Regions from separate parts of the Neogale vison genome. Here region 1 is linked to region 2. Evidence: chromatin contacts called from public Hi-C data. All regions are on one chromosome and are shown on one strand. The core of a region is the stretch at or near the end of the contact, and the rest is flanking DNA. Distances in the headings are between cores, read along the strand shown.

Region 1 (4,528 bases), core at 413-2,912, 520 kb before region 2:
CATTCAGGATGGGGTTCCTATTAGATGAGGACGGACAAGGGAAAGAGACGGAATGTGGCCTGGGAGCTGCAGGCTGGAGGGAAGTCCGGTGAGGTGTGGCTGCTGAGAGAATGAAAGGCAAAGGCTGGAGTTGGGGGGCCCATGGGGTACCAGGAGGACAGAGGGACCTACTGTGGGGAGAGGCGGGGGCAGGGGAATGGAGCCAGGCCTCAGGGAGCCAGCAAAGAGTTTGGAGCTAATGCTGAAACAGGTCTTGGCAGGGTGGTCCCTGGTCCCAAGCGTGGGGGTTAGAGTGTGCCCACAGGCTCAGGTGTGGACATCTATTCGGGATGGGACTAAAGGACCCCTGTGACCTGGAGGAGAGGCCTTCCCTGGCTTCCACCAGCGGTTCTGACAGAACTCCAGCCTGTCAGAGCGGACCACAAAAGCTGCCTCAGAGAGAGAGGTGCTGTGTATTCAAACTTCAGTGAGGACTACGTGGGCTGTGGGCCACCTGCCTGCCCTACATGGACCCAGGCCATGTTCTGGGCCTCACTGTGCTCAGAAGCTGTGACAAATGACTTCTCCCTTAAGACTGGCCAGTTATCACAGGAGCCATTGTCCTTGTCCCCTGACCTTCCAAAGCCAAATGAAAAGTCTTTACTTAGGCCTCTTCCTGGTTCTGAGGCGGAGGTGACAGAGGTGTTTGCTCTAACCACCATCTGGGGAGTCAGGATTTCCTGAGGCAAGGGGCAAATGCTTCACACTCCTACTCCTCAGGAAATCCGCCCCAAGAGGCAACGAAAAAAAAAAACAAAAAACACCCATTGGGTCATTAGTCTATTTTTATTCTATGTGGCCTGACCTGATGCTTATCTGCCTGTACCTCCATCTACCTGTGAGGATTTCAACATGATGTGTGTTCAGGAAGATGTTCTGAGAACTTCCAGCTTATGAATTCTGGGGGACTATTGACAGAGCTCAGATGGGCTAATGGGTCCTTAGCCTTGGGGCGGGGTACCAGGTTGGGCAGCTTCTGAGAGCACCTGGTGACTGGCCTCGTGAGCTCTAGAACAGGCCTTTTTCATTTCTTGCTATTTTAGTGACCAGACCTTTCTCCCACATAGCAACAAGCCACCCACTGAGTCATTCATAGAGTGGTTCACACATTTATGCAGAAATACTAACTGTTGCCATGAGCAGGGTTCTTTGCCCAACGTGGGATCTCAGCGAGATCTCGGAGTGAAGAAGCCAACAGCGCACAGACCCAACCCTATAAAGCTCTCCTGAGCTTGTGGGAGGTTGTGCCACATGCCACGAAGGGCCACGCATCTAAACCGTGGATGTGATCCCCAAGCACAGAAGTTTAGTTAAGTCAAGTGAGGAGAGCGGGTTATCAGTCATCTCACCGTGCTAAGGAAAATGCCTGTCGACTTTCTGAGTTTGCTTCTATAGTGCAGATGGCCTGGCTGGCCGCCTGAGGCAGGGCCTCTTGCCGGGTGCCATGGAGGCCGGCTGCCGGCAGAGGGGGCCTCAGGCCCATCTGGGGAGCCAGCTGTACGCAGAGGTGCGTGTTTGTGCTGCTGAGCGAGGCCAGAACACACTAGAGGATGAGTTGATCAGAACACCATTTGGCTCGGTCCCCACTCGCCGGACTGACGGAGACTTAAGTCCACGATGAAGTCACTTACAATGGAAAGTGCCTGGCAATGAGCAGAGATTACAAAACCAGAGGAAAGGAAACTGCAGGCGGGAGGGGCCCACGGGGACCAGGAAGCCCTGCTTTTTCTTAGAGCCGGCATCTGAGCGGGTGCCAAAGGCCACGGGGCTCACGCTGGCCATCGGAAGTTCCGACCCGGCTCTGGTCTTCGTACCGGGTTGAGGATGGTCATCCTGAAGCTGGAAGGGTCTCTAGAGGATGGAGAGTGACGCCTCCAGGAGGGCTGGCCCTGCAGGCTGGCAGTCCACCCGCACTACTTGATAGCCTGCTGCAGACCTGAAGCGCTGGAGCCATTTGGTACACAGAAGCGGGGACCATGCAGGCGAGGCTGAGATCCCCTCTCCAGGGAGCCGTGCCATCCAGAGGCGGAGATGTGACAGCTTAGGAAAATTAAATGTGACTGCCGAGCCGTGCCTGCGTTATGTGGCCCCAGCAGGGGGCCTGCAGCTTCCATGGCTCTTGGGTCTGGAGACGGTGCCCAGAGGGAGAGTGGGACAAGAAAATGCTGTGACAGTCTCGCGTTTAGGAAGGTGCTCACCAAACACTAAAGCAGCCCCTCGACCCTCCAGCTCAACTCAGGTGAGGCCCTGCCTCTGCACCCCTGCACGCAGCAGGACCTGGGGTCTGCTGGAGAGAGAGGTCATTCAGATGGGGTTTCTGTTCCTTCCTTCCAGAAGGGGCTGGGAGCCTGCAGCCTCCTTCATGCGTGTGGGGAGCGTGTGCAGAGCCAGGATGGCTTGGAGCGGGCTTGGTGCCAGTTACAGGCCACACGGGCCACCCCCATCTCTCTTCCTGCCCCTACCTGAGCTCAGCCCACCAGCTTGGCCCCAAGGCCCTGGGTGTCTGCCCTGACTGCGTTCTCAGGTCTAGCTTTACTGGGAGGTCCCGGAGCTGCCACGGAGCACAGAACAGCTGCCCGGGCCCAGCCCTTCCCCACCCCTAAGGGATGGCACCGGAGCCTTGGCAGCCTAGGCCGCTTTTGCCTGGGATATTATGTAGATAATAATCATTTATTCACCAGTCATAACAACGAACTGTGGCCCATGAGGACTCAGAGCTGATCTGATGAGCAGCAGGCAGCAGGCCTAATCAGAAACTCAATATTCTCTACCTTTCTTTTCTATTAACGATCCAAACGCTTTCCCTGCAGCGTGCTGAGCCCAGGAATGAGACTGTGGGGGTGCAGTCAGCCTGGCGGCCCTCCGCCTTCCTGGGTACACCCTCCACCACCTCCCGGCCTCCCATCCCAGTGCAGGGAAGGACTCCCAGGCCCACAGCTCGGAAGCCGGGGCCGCCGGCAGCCGTTTGGTCCGGTGTCTTCCATCACCTCTCCACAGCTGCCCGAGATCCTCTTCGCCCACCTGTTTAACCACCACCCAGGTCTTTCAAACAAAGCTGCGCTAGCTTCTAGGGTTTTTGTGAGAGTCAAGTCTAAGGGCAAGTCTCTTACTATTTTTGTGTCCTTTCCTTATTTTTTAAAAAGACTGCTTCACCATTTGCTGTCTGGGCCACCCAGGGCCTAATTGTAAAGGAGATGAACTATGGCCACACTCCTCTCCTTGCTCCTTTCTTTCCTCCTGCTTGTCAGCACCCCTTTGTCCTCCAGGAAACTGGCCCACAGACTCTTGAAAGTACACCCATCCTGGGGGAATTTGCGCTTCACAGTCTAGGAGACCACCCAGCTCCCACAAATGCTACCGATACTTCTAGATTGGAGAGCCGTGTGGCGCTGCTTCCTGGGCCCTTTGCATCACAGCATTTGGAATATTCTGGAGGCCTCTATTATAGGCCCACTGGCAACGTCTGCCCACCTCCTGCTGTCTGAGCTGCCCTCCCTCCCTTCATCTCCTTGGCCTGTTAGCCTGAAAATGGGGTGTCCACTGCTTTTATCTCGGTCCCAGGCTCCAGACTTGCCTTCCCACACATGTACTAACATGCTAAGATGCCAGGTCACAGTTTCGGGAAGGCTCCATGTTGAGAGAACATTCCTTCCCCTCTGACTCTGCAAGGCCAGTATGGAGGCTTCTGCATTCTCTCAATGCTGGGCCCCTCCCCCATGGCCCTGGGCCTTGGAGAGATGTTTGGAGGGTCTTCTGGGCAGTCCCACCCCGCCAGTGTGCTGACTGAAAACAGGCCTCCGATCTGCTGGCCTGAGGCAGGGATCCACCTGGGAGGGTCGGGGTGTTCGGGAAAGGAGCAGCCGTGGTCGAGGGGGGCCAGCGTGTGCCGGCGGTGTGCAGACTTGGCCGCCGGAGTTCTGAAGGTTCGCAACTCATGGGAAAATGCCGGCGCTGTTTACCCCCCAGCCACTAGACGGTGGAGCAACATATACGTACCGGGTGGCGATCTTTGCAGGGAAGTTTCTGCAGAAGCCTGACATGTGGAAGAGCCCGAGCGGGCAGCAGGAGCTACCACGGATGGACTGGAAGCGGTGGTGCCTGGAGGAGGCCTCCCTACTCCTGAGCTCCCCCAGGTCCCGCACACTAGAGGGGCTGCACCTGTTCAGCCCTCGGGGAAGCCGGTCCGAGGGGATTGTCTTGTACAGCTGAAGTTTAGCTGCCAATGAGGGTCTCGCTCCCGGCAGGCTCCTGGGGGTGAGCTCCGAGCAGCTCTGAAGAGGGGCTGAGAGGAGCATCAAGCCAACTCTGAGCACCTGCGAGAAGCTGCCTAGGGATTTCCATTGTTTCTGTCCCCTCCCCTCCAGCCCAGGCACCACTGCCTCTCGTGACTCTTCCTTGGGGGTCCTGCTAAAGGCAGTGGGGGTGTAGGGCTTGGCTCAGAGACTGTCAGCACCCCTCCTGAGGGGGGAGTTGTGCCTCTCCGGTCCGA
Region 2 (4,118 bases), core at 269-2,768:
TCTCAATTTCTCTATCAGTAACTTTTAAAAAATCTTTTATTTATATATTTGACTGAGACACAGCGAGAGAGGAAGAAACACAAGCAGGCTTCCCGCTGAGCGCGGAGCCTTGTGAGGGGCTCAACCCCAGGACCCTAACTAAGATCAGGGCCCCAGCTGAAGGTAGACGCTTAACAACTGAGCCACCCAGGCTTCCCTCCATCAGTAACTTTTACATTGTTAATTCACAGCTAAATTACTTGAAATACAGCTCATTTATTCTATAAAGCTGGTACCAAAGACATGGCCTCATCTGAACGGGGCAGAGGGATGGCTGGGAGGGAAAGCTAAATCCTACTCAATACGGAAGACCTGACTTTCTTATTTGTAGTGTTATCTATATGGTCTTTCAGAAATCCCCAAACTTGTATAAAGTGAGAGACTTGAGATAAGATCGGCAATCTATCAATTTCAAAGACATTTGTCAGCCCTTGTCTCTTGCCTTAAGGTCCTATTCAGCGATAACTGCCCATTTAGGTAGTAAATCATGGCCCCTTAGTACCTTAACTCTACGTCTCAGCGCCTCCGCTCTCCGTCTACTCTAAGGGGAAAGCAGGGAGGAGGGCCCACAGCTCGGCGGCGGGGCGGGGGAGGCCGAGGTGACAGCAGGTGAGAGCCTGGTGCGGATGAGGAAGTGAGACAGGGGCCGTGTGGGTATTACTCATTCTGCTTCACCGCCGGTGTTGCCTGCAAGAGGAACTTCTCGCCTCTCTTTCGGTCCAGCTGAAGTTTTATCTAATTGAAGCCACTTCCCATCCCTGCTTGCTTGGGGGAAAACCGTGCGTCCGTGTCAGGCAAGGGAGTCAGAACTGCGGGGTCAGGTAGTCTCTCCGTGACGCCGCGTGTCCTCGCCGTCAGAGGCCGAGCTTCCCAAATCAGTCCCTACGGTTCCCCGAACCTGCCCTCCCTCCACGCTTGGGAACTCCCCGGGTAGCCCAGAGCACGACCCTCTCCCGCGCCCCAAGATGCGCTGAGAGAACACACGCTGCGTGGGAGCGGAGCCCAACCTTGACCAAGCCGGAGGACAGGTTGCTCCGGTCACTGCAAGGGGGCACCTCTGAGAGCACCGGGTCCTGAGAGCGATCAGCCAGACCCGTCCGCGCCCCAGGCAGCCGCGGCGGGTGTGGCCAGTTCAAGAAACACAACGCTGCTGAGCCTCCTACTTTACCTTTCTCACTCCAACTGCCTGCCGCCCTTCAGACCGCGTCTCCACAGTTTCCCAACGCCCCCCTCCCCCATCCCACGACACCTGAGGGAAACTTTTCCCTCTCCCCTCAATTCAAACTCTGCTGCTTCTACGGTTGCCGCAAACCGTCCTCTCCCTAGCAACGAGGTTCCGGCCGTAGAGCGAGCGGCTCTAGGTGTAAGGAAGGTGATGTCGTAAAGCCGCGAGTGTCGTAAACCAGGTGCGGTGGGGAGGGGGGAGGGGTGGAGGCGGAGGGGTGGGGGGGAAGGGGGAGGGAGGGGGAGGAGGTGACTCGAGCATTTAGACACAAGCGAGAGGATCATGGCGGATGGCCCCAGGTGTAAGCGCAGAAAGCAGGCGAACCCGCGGCGCAATAACGGTGAGTGGCGGAGGGGACCGGGGAGCAGCGGAGTCAGGGGGAGCCGGGCAGCCGGGGCGCCCCCGGGGGTGAGGGGGGCGAGCCGGGCTGGGGGCGGCCGGGGCAGAGACGGGCAAAGTGGAGTGGGAAAGTAGAAAGTAGTGCTCTCTGCCCCCCTCCGCTGCTGCCGCTGCCGGAGCCGCGCCGCGGCCGCTCGCTCTCCCTGAACCGTTATGTCTCTTACCTGGTCTCTCTCCGCCTAGCGGCTCCTGCCGCCCCTGCCGCCTCCTTGGACCGTTAGCCGCCGCATCCCCGGCGCAGGGCGGGCGGCCGGGACGCGGCCGGCCACTTTTCTGGTCCCGGGTGGAGCGGCTGTTGCTTCTTTTCGCACTTTTCCCCACTCTTTTGCCCCTCGGCGCCTCCCCTCTCCCCCTCCTCTCAGCCCCCTCCGCGTTATTCTCCCTCAGCGCGGAGGCCCCCGGGAGCCGAGGAACAAACTTGTGGCCGGCGCTGACCGTGCAAAGTGGCTTCCGCGCGCCGCGGCCCCGGCCGGCGCCGTCGCTCGGGCCCCGCGGCTCCAGCCGGGCTGGGCTGCGGGCGCTCGGCGGGCGGCGGCGGCGGCGGCGGGACGCGGCGGCCGCGGGCTGCGTGTCGTCCGTGCGCGCGTGTGCGCGGGCGCCGGCGGTGCGCGCCGCTGGCGGACCGGGCTCGGCCCGCGGCGGTAAAGTTGTGACCGGCCGGCGAGGCGCGCTCGCGGAATGGGGATTAGCGGAGCGGAGGCGCGGGTCCCTAAGCGCCCCTCCTCCCCCGCGCCTCGGGCCACTATACCGCGGGCTCCCGGCTGGGGACGCCGAGGCGAGCCCCGCGAGTGAGGTCCACATTCGGTGGGGAGCTGGTGGGGCGGCAGAGGAGATGGGGCAGGAGCGGGCACCTACTTGCTGCTGTGGGAGATCTGTGGATGGCGGCGAGCTGGGCAGCGGGTGTGTTTGTGGAGTTGTTACCTGGTCTTAGAGACAGGGAAGCACCACAGACAGATCCCCCCTCCCCGGGGGAGACTCCTTCTCCGCGTTGGGATGGGGTTCTGTGCGTACGCTTCTCATTTTTCTCTTTCGGTTTTTGGGGAAGTTGTTACCTGGGCCGGACGCACGGAGCGCTGAAGCCGGATAATGGAGCTTGGATGGCGCTCTTGGTCTCGGGTGGAAGGAGGGTGGGGGAGGGGGCAGACGGACCGACGGACGCACGGGTCTGCTGCTGTCGCTGCAGCTGCAGTGTTTATTGATTTGTGCTGAAGTGCCGGGGCAATACACACCCCTCTGCCTGGCATGAGAGTTAAAAATAAATAAATAAATAAATAAATAAGAAAAAGAGACAGCAAGAGAGAGCGAGACCCGAACATGTGGTTGTTGTTGCACAGTCGCCTTTTCCAGTTTGGAGAGACGTTGTAAGTTGATTGTATTTCTGCTTATCTTGGGGGCGATTCTGTGCTTTCTCTCCCTCTTGTTCAGCAGCGAAATGTCTGCTGATTGTTATTGTCTGGACAGTTCCTGTGGCGAGAGGGGCGAGACTTCTCCGCCCGGGGGCGGCGGTAGCGCGGGGCGAGGTCCCCCGCCCGCGCCGGCCGGGTACCTGTTTGTATAATAATGGGCGGCAACGGCCCTGCCGCTGGCTGCAGCCGAGTCTATATAAGGAATTACACGTACATTTCGGACCGAGGGGCTCATTTTGGTTCCTACGTTATTTTTGAAACGAGTTTTTAACTGTAGGGAAATAAATGCACCTATAATGGGAACGCTGTTTCTTCCAGAAAATGAGGAAATGCGTGTTTAAGTAAAAACTCTCTCGCGCTGCCCCCGCCCCACCCCCAGCTCCTGGGCTCCCTTTCTCCCTCCCCTCTGGGATGCGAAACGCGAGGTTTTGTAACCTTTCCTGGCAATTTTAGATTTTGTGTGGGATTTCCTGTCTAGAAGCAGATACGAAGATTTTTAGCTGTTTCAAGATGTTTCCTTCCAATCGTAAAAATATTTTTAATATATTTGAGCCGACATTAAAATCACTGCCTTCGTGATGATTTTAGCTATACAAATAAACATTTGCGTTTTAAAGACGTCTGTTAGTTATGATTGATAACTAATATTTAGTATCGTCATTGTGGAGAGATGACTTGTTACAGCAAGGAGCGGAGCATAGGCTATTGCAATTTTAATTTCCTGTTTTAGCGTCAAATAGTGTGCTATATTGAGCTGTTGCCACTGTTGCTGATGTGGCTTTATGAAAGGTAAGTTGCTTCGGAAAGGGCTGCTCGCTTTTTACCTTATTTAAAATGTTCATCGCCAGAGAAAGGGGCTTTTCTTGTTGCTGACGACATGTGTGTGACATGTGAGTCTGAACCACCCAGCGTCTGTGCAGCTGCTGTAAACATGTTTACCTGAACGGGAAAGAATGGATTTTTCTCCTAAAGATCCTGTGATATGATTATTACACTCATAAGGCATATCAACAGATGACTTAAGGGGGAAAAAGCTTTCCTGAAAGGTA

The links. A called contact is a pair of places that touch in the nucleus more often than the background predicts.
Region 1: a Hi-C map of fibroblasts shows a contact between it and region 2, with 8 times the contacts expected there. The contact joins the enhancer-like site here to the promoter of ZEB1 in region 2. A contact is called at or near these places in 2 of 3 Hi-C or Micro-C datasets (fibroblasts and muscle).

What each region holds. Positions count from the first base shown.
Region 1 is chr12:118,624,450-118,628,977 of ASM_NN_V1, reverse strand. The region is part of intron 2 of LOC122891751 (a long non-coding RNA gene); the gene reads right to left. Among named protein-coding and RNA genes, the nearest start is that of SVIL, 160 kb to the left of the region's middle. Within about 2 kb of position 1,662, the one cell type or tissue checked has open chromatin away from gene starts, as enhancers often do. A contact at or near this core is called in fibroblasts, where this site is marked.
Region 2 is chr12:118,107,488-118,111,605 of ASM_NN_V1, reverse strand. ZEB1 (zinc finger E-box-binding homeobox 1) reads left to right here and starts at 1,518. Exons shown (of 9, transcript XM_044228912.1): 1 at 1,518-1,604. The coding sequence starts at 1,547.